Regions from separate parts of the Danio rerio genome. Here region 2 is linked to region 1. Evidence: chromatin contacts called from public Micro-C data. All regions are on one chromosome and are shown on one strand. Each heading gives the region's core, a stretch centred on a gene start, on an enhancer-like site or on the middle of the called end of the contact. The rest is flanking DNA. Distances are from core to core; before and after follow the strand shown. Region 1 overlaps crtc3 (CREB regulated transcription coactivator 3). Region 2 holds the start of crtc3 (CREB regulated transcription coactivator 3).

Region 1 (6,883 bases), core at 1,913-4,412:
GACGCATCACTTGCTTTTGTTCATATCTCGAACAGTTTTACCTATTAAAGTTTATTTTAGATTTAGCCCGCTTCACAATTCACACATTACTCTCTGACTAGTTTCTGTCCTATACTTATGCTAAAAAGAAAATAATGATCCAACATTCCTGACCATTATCACCAATAAAGCCTATAAAAACAGGGCATCAGTATATGTAAACTGATAGGTTCAAATATTCCTTTCCAGTTATCAAAGAAATGATTAGTTCCTTAATTATAGTTTTGATATTAAATTGTTTTAAATTCAAAATTGTAATGTATACATCAGTGTAAAACCCATGACTGGTGGAAAAACATATTTCTGTAATTGTGTACCTAGTCGCTCTACTTTTGTCAGGGCCTTTTTGGCTTTAACAAACGTATCCCTCAGGTTTCCCAAACCTTTTAACAAAAACTTTCCTCCTTTCCCACGGCTGTTGCAATTTCTAGCCAGGAATTATTGGTCATCTGGTTATCTCTATGATCAGGGATTATAAAGATGTCTGTACAGTCACCCTGTTTCAGACAAAATCTCTTCAAAGTGATTCATATTCAACCCAAATCAAATGTTGCACCATGTGCACTGTTCGCTCAAGTATAAAAAAAAACAAAGCATTTGCTCCGCCGATTGAAATCATGTGACGCGCACCCAAAGCAAACCTACACAAACTCCGTGATGACGTCACATTCGCCGCATACAATCAAGCGAAGTAGCGGACGCGTCGAGTATAAACCAGGCTTTACAATGATGGAGAGTGATTCAAGGATGACAGCTGCTGGATGCTTACAAAGATGAAGACCAAATTGAAGGACATTATTTGTGTTTTACATGTATGGCTGGTATTATAGTGTGCGTCAAATCAATAAAGGATGTCGTTTAACTCTTTCCCTGCAGGTAACCAGAGAAAACGCTTCCCTGCCATTGACGAGTTTTACAGCAATACATTTTTTTGGTGTATTACAGTAGGGGAAGCCCTAACGCAAGTCCTGAGTGAGGTACATGTCAGATTCTCCGGTGAGTTAAATTGGAGAATAATAAGATTGTGGATATATGTGTGTGTGTGTATATATATATATATATATATATATATATATATATATATATATATAAAGAGTTATACAATCAAAAGTTATCCCTACCGTTTTAGTTCTTGTCTTGACAAGAGATCAAAATAAAGAAGCTTTATTTTTATGATGTGTCATCGTCGTTGTGTCAGACTATATATACTGTATATATAATTTTTTTTATTAATATATATATATATATATATATATATATATATATATATATATATATATATATATTATTATTTTATTTTTTTTTATTTTTTTTAATCGCAAAATTGTCTTCAAATTACTGGAAATTACCACTACAAAATCATTTCTCAAAAGTCATTTTTAATCTCAAAAAATCATAAAAAAAAAAATCTCGGAATCTCGGTCGGATTTTAAATTATTCCTGAGAATGAAAAAGTAAATTTATAGCAGCCATTATCTAGTCTTTAGTCACAAAATCCTTCAAAAATCATTTGAATATGCCAATTTAACAAACGATTCATAAACATAAACCATGATACATTTCATTAAGCATTATTTGATGAACATACAGTTGAAGTCAAAATTATTCGCCCTCCTGTGATTTTTTTTATTTTTTAAATATTTCCCAAATTATGTTTTCAGAGCATGGAATTTTTCACAGCTTTTCTTACAATATTTTGTCCTACCGGTTTAATTTTGGCTAGAATGATAACAGTTTTTCATAAACTATATCATAAGCCAATATTATTAGCCGCTTTGGGTATAACTTCTTTTTTCCAAGTGTCTACAGGAGGGGTTCCCAAACTTTTCACCCCACGACCCCTAAAATAACAATGTCAATGACTAGTGACCCCCAAATTCACAAATATTGCGCACATAACAATAGCCCTATATAAACAAAAGCATATTGACAACACAAAACAGTGCAACAGTCTAATAACCATATCGTTTTTATTGTCCTTTATTAATTTGTTTAATTTAATATTAACCTCACCTTAAGATGAAGACAATGTTTTCAGCACAAGTCATAAGTCACAAGTTTAATTTTGGAGGACGCCACTCAGAGATCATCCTCAATGTTTATTTGATTGCCATAAAGGTGTCAGAAAGATTAACCTGCTGCTATAAAATCAATCTGCTGCAGCTGACGCTATAGCGGTGTTGTTAATCGAACGTAAACACACCAATCCTAGGAAAAAAATTAAAAGGCTGATGGCTTTTCACTTATGGTTTATGGTTAAAATATGGTAATTCTAGTAGTTTAATCAAATTTATTTATTGATCACCAAGCGACCTCCTGTTATTGGCCTGAGACACCCCAGGGGGTCCCAACGCCCACTTAATGAACCACTGGTCTACAGAACAAACAACTGTTGTACCTAATAACCCAAGCTTGCTAACCCAACCTAGTTAGGCTTTCAATTGCAACCTAAGATGAATAATAGTGTCCTGAAAAATCTAGTACAGCTTTATATAAGTATCTTGAAAAAATATCTAGTCAAATATTATTTACTGTCATCATGGCAAAGATGAAATAAATCAGTAAATCAGTGATTAGAAATTAGTTATTAAAACTATTATGTTTAGAAATGTGCTGAAAAAATCTTCTTTACGTTAAAAAGAAAATTTAGGGGGCTAATAATTCTGACTTTAACTGTGTGTTTGGATTCTTTTAGTCCTTTTTGAAACATTTTGTAACATCATAAATGCATTTTCAGTCAATTTAAAAAAAAAAACTAATTAAGCATCTTTCAATGATAAAGAAAATAAAAGTACTGAACCCAAAATATAATTAACTTAAAGCAGAGTTCAGTTCAGGCTGCACATTTGCCCGAGCTAACACAAGTATTTGATTCATTGAAATGAGTCTCCTTGAGCGCACACTCACTCACTCCACCCATTGAAAACTGAGGACGCAAACTACAAAAAAGGGATTGAAAGTGTGTTAATGTGCACTGTCTCTTTAAGGAAACCCCCATGAAGGGACAAAAAAAGAAAAATGCATATCAGGAGAAATCTGTGACCACAAGAGCAAAGTGAATCAATGGAGAGGCATTGTTTTGCGCAGACCACAGAGATCCTGTGGAAAACAACCCTCCTTTCTGCTTCCTCTGCTGATGCTGGTCCAGCACTGATGCAGCGTGGGCCTGAAGCCAGATCAACCAGCTCCACCGCCTGAGCAAAGCAAAGCTGCCGGTCTCAGACGCCCAACTGCGACGCACAATGAATCAAACAAAAAAGTACGGCGACACCTTATTTCCCCCTCACTGAGAGTCTTATTCAATGCTGTAACTGTCAGGAAAAAAAGGACAACTAGAACAGAAGAACTTTGGCTTGAGTCCAGAGTCGCGTTTTAACTTGCAGTATAAAAATGTCTAAAACACATTAATAGTATATGTGAAGTATTTTCTAGAATTACATTTATCTAAAATGACCTATACACATATTATATAACTAACTTTAACTTTAAAGTGATATGTCACCCAAAAATGAAAACGTACTCACTATTTATTCATCTTTAAGCACTCAAAATATTAAGGAGTTCTATTTTTTCTGTCAAACAACAAAAGAAGAAGATATTTTGAAGAATGTTGGATACCTGAAGACAATGAGCTGATAAAAAAAGAAAAGTCAATGGTTTCCGGTCCAACATTCTATTGGAAGAGGCTGAGAACAGACAAAGGAAACTCAAAGTGTGAATTAATGAAGACAATTTTGACTTTTGGGTGAACAAACTTTAAGCACATTATACAAGAAAATGCTTATTTCAGTCTTTCTACTCCAACGTTTTACTCAATCCTTTATAGAGCATCAATGCTATAGAAAATGCCTAGAGTGTTATTTTTGAACCTATTATGACCTATTAAATATACAAAATAAATAAATACATAAATAACTAAATGAATGAACAAATAAAAGTTTTTAATTTATTAAAATTATTTAATTTATTAAAATGTATTTAATTTTTATTTTTTTAAATCTAAATAAAAATACATAAAAAAATAAAATAAAATAAAAATAATATATATATATATATATATATATATATATATATATATATATATATATATATATATATATATATATATATATATATATATGAACTTATATTTAATAAATGAAAAAAAAATTATTGAATAAAATAAATACATAATTTAAAACATAATAATAATTGAATATAAAGTAAGCAATCTCAATAGCTGCATTTTCATTGTCAGGACAGTGCGAGCCAGGGCATTTATTGGGCCGGGCCAGGCCGAGCTTGAGGAGTGAGGTGCAAATCATGTCGCGTTTCCGCTGTCTGGCCAGTAGCTTGTATCACAGCACGCAAACCCCGCCCCCAGAACATCCCCCGAATCAAACGTCACACAATCCGCCCAGTTCAGCCAATAATATCCAACTGCAGACCCGCAGACCCACACACGTTTCAGGCACACAAGATATAGGCAAACCATATATGGTTACGACGGAGGTTAATGTTATTAATGTCTTCTCGGACATCAACATCAATATATTTTTATATATTGTCTACAAATATTGTACACAATAAACAATAGTGTATACTATTTCACAAATATGGCAATCGTGACGGGTGAATGGGGAACATTGTTTCCGATCGCCATTCAATATAATAGAATGAACATTTTCTATCTGATCAGTCATTATTATCTGACAGAGTCAGTATAGCAGATACTTGTTTGCTGGGCTTGCTGAAACATTTTTCAGAGATACAGTATAAACACTCTAAATTGAACAGGTTTCATTTATATAATGGATTCATTATATTCATTCATTCATTTTCCCTTTGTTAATCTGGGGTCGCCACAGCGGAATGAACCGCCAACTTATCCAGCAAGTTTTTACGCAGCGGATGCCCTTCCAGCCGCAACCCATTTCTGGGAAATATCCACACTTAGACTCATACACTATGGACAATTTAGCCTACCCAATTCACCTGTACCGCATGTCTTTGGACTGTGGGGGAAACCGGAGCACCTGGAGGAAATCCACGCAAAGGCAGGGAGAACAAGCAAACTCCACACAGAAACGCCAACTGAGCCGAGGTTCGAACCAGCGACCTTCTTGCTGTGAGGCGACAGCACTACCTACTGCGCCACTGCCTCGCTGGATTCATTATAATGAAGGAAATATTAGCAAGTAAAAACATATTAGGCTATAATACATCTTTAAATTTATTACAAATCTTTTTACATTTAATAAATGTAAAACACTATATTAATATTTTACTCCAGTGATTGAATAGTATTTATTTGCTTTTAATAACCTTTTAATAATAATAATTTTTTTATTAATGATTTCCCACGTTAAATACTATAGTAATTTATAGTAAATAAGATATTGTTGTTATATTGTTATATAGCGTTTTTCAACCATAAAGTACTGCTTATTTGTGATAATTATAGTATCAACAAATATAGTAATACAGATTAACTGTTAAATTAAAATCCTGAATTAGTTTATTACTTAATCCTACAATTAGACAGTCTATCTATACTTTTTATTGACATAATTGGAGTTCCAAAACTGCACAGATGTTAAAATGATTGTTACAATATAATAATGATTCGCACTGAGGAAGACATTGTGCCGAAACGTCTGTGTCTTTTAATCACCTGTAGAATGTAAAAAAAATAAAAAATAAAAAACAGTACGAAGCAATTACTTGAGTGCGTTCTCAAGTTGACGCACCAAACTAAAGGCGTTTCTAAAAAAACGCAAGTGTGCAGGGCAAACTTCAGCAACTCTACGTACGATATAATGATAAAATAATGACTGAAACGGGGGAAATCCTAAACTGTTCACAGTCTAACGAATGGCGATCTTAGCACGAGCAGTCTCGATCGCCATATTTGTGAAATTCAACAGGTGGCGATAATGCTCTTATGCAGTTAGTCGTCGCTAAACAAGAAAAAATGAAGATTGATCCATCATTAACCATATATGGTTTGCCTAGATCATGTGTGCTAGATTGTGTGTGCCTGAAACGTGATTCAGCAGGAATCAAGCAGATACTGCAAACCATCGCATTATCACGAAACGTTTAAAATGAAGACAGCCGAAACAAGCAAGTTACACGTTACTGTACCGCATTAAATTATATGCCTCTACAGTCCCTGACAAAATTCTTGTCGCTTATCTAATTTGAAGAAACACCTGCTATTAACCTGACTTTTATTTAATCCATTGGTGTTAGGAAGAGTTCATATGAAAAGCTAAAACCCTCCCAAATTATGTTTAATGCACTGAAATAAATTAGTTTCACTGAAACAAGATTTATTATTTAATCAAAACAGAAAGGTCAAATTTTGGCAAGACAAAAGTTCTGTCGCCTGTATGAAAATCTAAATTTTTTTAAAAACAAATTTACTGCAAATACAATAATATGTCAGCAAATTAAGTAGTGGTGCTGTGAGATCCACATTTAATATCTTGTATGACTTCCATGAGCTTGAAGAACTGCATCCATGCGGTTAGGCAAGGATCTATACAATTTATTGATGAAGTCATCAGGAATAGCAAAGAAAGCAGTCTTGCATGCCTCCCAGAGTTCATCAATATTCTTTGGTTTCGTTTTCCATGCTTCCTCTTTCATCCTACCCCACATGTGCTCAATGATGTTCATGTCTGGTGACTGGGCTGGCCAATCCTGGAGCATCTTGATCTCCTTCGCCTTGTGGAACTTTGATGTGGAGATGGAAGTATGCGATAGAGCACCATCCTGCTGCAGAATTTGGCCTTTTTATGGTTGGGAATATAAGAGGTAGCTAAGATTTCTTGGTATTTTAGACTATTGATGTTGCCTT
Region 2 (6,896 bases), core at 1,640-4,139, 59 kb after region 1:
TTTTCACAGTGTGTCTGATAATATTTTTTCTTCTGAAGAAAGTCTTATTTGTTTTATTTCGGCTAGAATAAATGCAATTTTGAATTTTTTATGAACCATTTTAGGGACAAAATTATTAGCCCCTTTAAGCTATATTTTTTCTCGATTATCTAAAGAACAAACCACTTTTATACAATAACTTGCCTAATTACCCTAACCTGCCTACTTAATTTAATTCATCTAGTTAAGCCTTTAAATGTCACTTTAAGCTGTAGAGAAGTGTCTTGAAAAATATCTAGTCAAATATTATTTACAGACATCAAGGTAAAGATAAAATAAATTGGTTATTTGAAATGAGTTATTAAAATTATTATCTTTAGTAATGTGTTGAAAAAAAATCTTCTCTCGGTTAAACAGAAATAGGAAAAAAAATAAACAAGCGGTCTAATTTAATTTAGGGGGCTAATAATTCTGACTTCAACTGTGTGTATATATATATATATATATATATATATATATATATATTTTTTTTTTTTTTTTTACTTGTAAGGAGTTAAGCCCCTCTTAAATGAACATCCTAAATTCGCTCCCACTCGTTGACATTTCTGCATTGTCTTCTGTCCATTGAGTAACAGTATTTACATTCATAATCAGATTCATTTACAAATAAATTTCATTCAAAGATTTCATTTCAACTTTTTAGTTGATCAATAAAACAAATATAAAGAATTCTCTGTTAAAGGCATGTTAATGGTGGGCCAAATCAAAGGTCCTCAGGTCCTAGTTTGAGCATCTTTGACCTAACTAATCCTTATCATTTTAGCGCCTTTCTGCTTTAGGACTTAATGTTGGGTTAATTTACAAATGAATGTACATTATTCATTACAAAAAGCGTATACATAAATTTCCTTCTTTAATAATCCTGCTGAGAATCAGAGCCACATTAACAAAGCAATAAAACTGATGCTTATTTATTCAAGCACACTATTTTGCATAATGAGGTAATGGGTGAATTAAACAAAATTTTGAAATATCTAACAGACTAGAATTTAACCAAATGCCCAATGCTGATTTTGCAGCCATTCTGTCTAATGTAATATCATCAAAGCCCCTAAATGTAGTAAGAACATCTCTGATGTTACCACTGTTTTACTGTAGTAACTGTGGCATCTTGGGTAGAAACTATGGTTGCCATGGTGACTTCTGCAATCAAATCATCTGTACACCAAGAAAGAAATACGTTTGCAGAATACAACTAACTTCACCTCTGATCGAGTGTTGACTAGCAAATATGATGAGCTAAATTAAATGCATCAGCCCTTTAATGATGTCAATATGAATCAATATGCGTGCAGTGCGACAGCGGTGCTACAGACATCCACATCCCTCCTCACGAGCTCGATTGAACGTTCATTTCACATTCTCACTGACGCATTTGCGCACAGGACAAACTTAGACAGCTGAATTTAATGTATGAGATCGATGGAGCGAGGTAATTTCCTAATTTGGCTGAGCTTACCCTTGAGACAGTGAGGTCTGTCATGAGCTGCTCGAAGGCCCGCGTCTCCTCCGCCTGTTTCTGGTTGTGCAGCGCGATCTTCTCGCTGAACTTCCGCGGGTTGGAGCCACTCGAGCCCGGGGATCCAGACATGGTCGGGCCGCAGAGTTTCGTGATAATCTTCGCAGAGAACTGACAGTTGAATGTCTTCGATATAGAAGTTAAACGTGCTTAAGTTGTCCCTCCATGTCTGAAAAGCGAGGAAGAGTGCAGTCCAGTCTCTTTAATGATGTTTGACGAGGTCGCTTTAATGACAAGAGCTTTGCAACCATTAATGAGCTGGAAAATGCGATGAAAGCGTATTATTAACAACTTAATGGAGTTAATTTCGCTTGAGCGCCAATTATCGATGGTATCTGGGAATTCCTTTTATTTTAATAATGTCAATATTTGTATACAGGCGATGAGCCGAATTTGCTAAAAGTTTGTCAGGAAACTGGACATCGCTAAATTATCAGTTTCGCTTGGCATCACAAAAGTAGTTCTTGCTTTGTATCGCGTAAGAAACAGGATGAGAAATAAAATACTGCACGATACCAAACAGAAAAGCTTCTACTTGGAAATGTTTCACTTGGATTTACGAAACAAGTTCAGTAGCGACTCTAGCTAGCAGGCTAAATACTTTGGATTCTAACAAGAGCGATTTTAATTATGCATTTTTCATGATTCCGCATAAATATTTAAGTGCCTACCATTATTTATGAATTAAGGTTGACAGCTAGTGATTTAACTGTCTGAATGTGCGTAATTGATTGATATTGCTTGCTAATGTACGGCGTAAAGTCAGCCGTGACAGCTAACCAGCTAATGAGCAATATGATAATCAAAACAATACAAGCGATTTCTCTCAAACCGACTGTAAATGACAGCAAACACCCGTGCGACCTGTTAAAGAATCACTTATAAAGCTAATTCAGTTATCCTGATTGTCCACAACACTTGAGTTAGTTTCGTGAGATTTCAACAAGTGGTCTCGCCGATGTAAACCTCATTACGCATTCAAAACTCGTCTAAACAGGTACGCGCGACAGCAACTTCGCAGCAAAGTAACGTTAGCGGCTGAAAGTGAGCAACAGACACTGGCTGTCCTGCGGCCACTGATCGACCGCTGTTGACACACGAGTCTGCCTAAATGTTTAGATGTTACTGATTCGCGAAGTGCAGCGGTGAAATGCGATCGTGTGGTCCGCGTGTGCTGCGCTCTTCTCTCTTCTTCTCCGTGTCCATCACCTGTACATCCAGCTGAACTGCGAGGCTCCCGCTCGTGACTCCACGCCGCACATTTGTTTTGTCAACTCCGATCCCTCACTCCGAATGAAAACAAGCCGAGGAGAAAATACTCAAGCCTGCCCCAAAACTGCAAAGCGATTTTTTGTTTTATAAGTTGTGTCCACAAGGAGGCAGTGGAGTTCCCTTAAAGGGACACACACATCATATTTACGCTGAGAATGTGTAACTTATCATGCGTGCACACATAACGCAGGCCACTGTCAGAAAGTGTATTTATAGTAGGGAAGAAAACAGAAAATCTTAAAGGAGGAATCTTAAAGGATCAAACACTCGGAGCATTATCTGTTGTTAAAAATATATAGTGAATGTAAATAATAAGATTGTTCTTGAGTAGTAATCAGCCTCTTTAAATGGTTTCTGAAGGATCAAGTGACAGCAGAAGGCTGAAGTAGCAGGTTTGCCATCTTTGATTTCATTAACAGTTATTTACAAAGAATAGGGATGAGTAGGGATGAAAGAACCTTTTTTTTTTTTATAAAAACCTCATTTTAAAGGGCACCTATTTTTCCCCTTTTACAAGGTGTATGATAAGCCTTTGGTGTCTCCAGAATGTGTCTGTCTTAAAATGTGCATCTTAAAATACCCACCAGATTATTTATTATAGAATAATCCAGAATCTGCCCATTTTGATGTCTGAGTATACTGAAGCTGTTTTTGTAGCCTGTGGCTTTAAATGCAAATGAGCTGCTTCTCTCTGCCCACCGTTTCCACCTGTGTGTCTGCTTCTCATTATGCGTTACATCAGATAAACAGCAGTCAGTGACAGAGACAGACATGGATGAAGCTGAAATACAGGTCATTCGTAAAAAATACGTTTAAAAGTAAGTTTATTTGATGTATTTGTGGTGGAGTTTATTCAAGCCTTTCTGAAATGATGAGTCTCACACAAATGATGCTTGCAGTATACACACACACATATATATTAGCGTTTACTGATACCTTGCGCCCGTGGTCATTATAGTAGTTAGGAATTACATAGCAATTTTACTGTCTATTACAAACATGCTCTGTTTTAAAAATGTTTTAAACCTATAAAACTAACAAAAAATCACAGAGTTTTAAAAAATATTTTAATCCCAGTTTGTTTGCAATTAAATCTTCTGTGTGCATGTGTGTACTTGTTATTATAGAAACATGGCGCCTGTCAATCAATTCAGTGGGCGGGAAAATTGCACTTCAAGGTCATGTTGCGGTGGGCCTAAAAATCACAGGGATTTGGGTCCTACTTTAAGGTCAGGAAATTAAAAAAAAAATAGAGACTTGCTGAGTTTCTATCACTTCAGTATGAATGTGGACACACTATACCAACACACAGTTCTGTTGAAAAAGCTTCAACTTCAACCAAAATTCTACAGGCACTTTTAGCCTTGTAAAGTTAAGTAAAAAAAAAAAAAAAAAAAAAAAACTTGTTCAAAATTAGCATTACATAGCCTTAAAAGTTTAAACAATTTGTCTAGTTTGAAGATCTGTAAGAGGACAAACTTAGATATAGAGAAACATTTTTTCCCATTTTTTTTAACTGAACAAATGTCAATTCCAGCACATCTCAATATAGAGCTTATTTCAAACTAAAATAAATGATGGCAGTCAAACATTGTCTAAGATCATTTTTGTGTCTAGTTTAACCAATCTTTCCGCAATATATATATATATATATATATATATATATATATATATATATATATATATATATATATATATATATATATATATATATATATATATATATAATGAATATACATTTGTCAATGAAATAAATTAGTTGTATGCTGAATTATACACCTGTCACACTCAAAAATGTAATTAATTTGGTTAAGAGCTTATTCAAAAATAAATAAACTGAATTTGTATGTTAAATAGAGTATGAACTTATACATTGTGAATACACTTTAAATGTGTGATGAGAACTTTTAAAATATATTTTTTTAATGTGTGTGGTGATGGAAATAACATTTGAATGAACAGTTTATTGTGGAAAAAAATGAAAAATAGCTTCACCGATTAGCTTTGAATTAATATTAGCCTGTCATGTATACAAAACACTCTTATTTACCTTCATTTTGTTTGGTTTTTAAATACATCTTTGAAGGTTCAACAGGTTTCAAAATGAGGTAGAATAAATGTATTTCCTTATCCAGCAATATTTACCTTGATTTTTCTTTAAGTGTTGTTAATAAAAATGTAAGTTCCCTCCATCTTCAAGATGTTCTCAGATATCACTTAAATAATCCCACCTAAATAATCTTTCATACAAACTTTTAAAGCGACATTACAGTGTTGTGGTGGAAATGACACAGATACTGTGGGACAGCTATATTTTGTATCAAAAATAATATTGATAATAGTCTCACATTAATAACTATAAAATATTTATTTATTTCACCAGTGCTTAATTAAGATACATTAATAGATACCAGATAAATAATCTTTTAAAATGTTATACTCATTGTTGAAGTTTAAAACTGGGTGTGCAACAAGGTGAAAACAGTGATTTTGACACCTAAAAGGTGGTTGAGTAATATGAAAAAATATATAAAAGAAAGCTAGTACATTTTTTAAAGTAGGTTTTATTGTTAGTTTGACAAAGATAGAGGAATTTGAACAAAATCATAGATATTTTTGGATATAAGATCAAAGGACATAAAGGTGCCCGTAATTAAAGAATTACCCATTTTCTAGATTTACTGATTTAATCTTGTTCATTTTAATGTATCCAACTATAACCTTGTTAATGTTAACTGCAAACATATTTTGTCATTTATTTTTGCATTTTCGTTTTATATTTCAGCTCCATCAAATATTTCAAAAACAATCCAACAATTCAAAATGTTCACATTTACTACAATTTTTAATTTCGTTTTATTGTTATTGGCAATATGGATTAATTTTATAAAACATCTGAATCCAAACACTGAAAACTCTAAAGTGAAAGTGAAAAATAAGGTTTGTCTATCAGCAGTGGGAGATAAATAACAGTATTTCTTCAGTCATCACTGGAACTCTTGCCATTTAAACCTGATTTACTTTTAAACTAAAAAACTCAGACATTTCGAACTAAAGGATGTGTTATTGCACTAATTTTTCATTACTGTGATGTGAAAAGAGAAAGGTTAAATTAATTTACTTTCTGCCCTGAAAAACTGAAATTTGGAGCTAACTGCAGAACACAACAGCTAATATTTGGCAGCTCCATCAAGAGTTGCATGTAGAATGTGTTTTAAATAGTCTGGAAAGCAAATGCTGTCAGTGCTTCAAGAAAATCGCTTTGTTACTTTTGTCCCACATTATTTTCATCCCCACTTTGTGTTCCAATAATCATTTCATCAAGCAATGTGTAACTATTATAATTATAATACAGACTGCTTATTTTTTGTTTTTGAAAAATGACTGCTTGATCCTGTCACAGTGTATATTGAATGACCTCTTACAAACGTCATGTTTGCACATAACTGCAATTTTCATATTTGAAAAGTATAAAGTGGTGTTGAAAGTGTTTGCCTCCTAAATGATTTCTTAGTTTTTGAATGTTTTTCACACTTCAATGTTTCATAAAACAAATTAAAATATAAAGTCAAAGACACATTAGTAAACACATCATGCAGTTTTGAAATGAAGTTGAAATAAAACACTTTCAAATGATTTTATTAATAAGAAAAAAAACAAAATGTAAAAATACATAGACCTGTGTAAAAAAGTGTTTCCCCTAAACCAAGTAACTGGTTGGGGTCACTCTAAGCAGCAACAACTGCAATCAAGTATTTTTGAGAACTTACCAGGAGTCTGTTACAGTGCTGTGGAGAAATGTTGTTCCACTCATCTTTTTAGTGTTGTTGTAATCAGCCACATTGAAGGGTTTGTAAGCATGAACGGCCTTTTTAGCACATTAGGTTTAAGAAAAGTGCTTTACAAATAAAATACACAATTATTATTAATTATTATCATTATTATTAAGGTCATTCTACAGCATCCTAATCAGATTCAGGTCAGGACTTTGACTAGGCCACTCCAAAATCTATATTTTGTTTTTCTCAAGGCGCTCAGAAGTGGACTTGCTCATGAGTTTTGGATC

What was found. Hi-C and Micro-C count contacts between places; a contact is called where the count stands out from the background.
Region 2: a contact with region 1 is called in a Micro-C map of caudal fin, with 2.9 times the contacts expected there. The contact joins the promoter of crtc3 here to the enhancer-like site in region 1. A contact is called at or near these places in 2 of 18 Hi-C or Micro-C datasets (caudal fin and an unstated tissue).

Annotation. Positions count from the first base shown.
Region 1 is chr7:52,413,264-52,420,146 of GRCz12tu, forward strand. The region is part of intron 6 of crtc3 (CREB regulated transcription coactivator 3); the gene reads right to left. Among named protein-coding and RNA genes, the nearest start is that of adamtsl5, 58 kb to the left of the region's middle. Within about 2 kb of position 3,163, at least 14 of the 62 cell types and tissues checked have an H3K27ac peak or open chromatin away from gene starts, as enhancers often do. A contact at or near this core is called in caudal fin, where this site is marked.
Region 2 is chr7:52,472,251-52,479,146 of GRCz12tu, forward strand. It overlaps crtc3 (CREB regulated transcription coactivator 3), which reads right to left and starts at 2,890. Exons shown (of 15, transcript XM_073907312.1): 1 at 2,768-2,890; 2 at 1,499-1,727. The coding sequence starts at 1,630.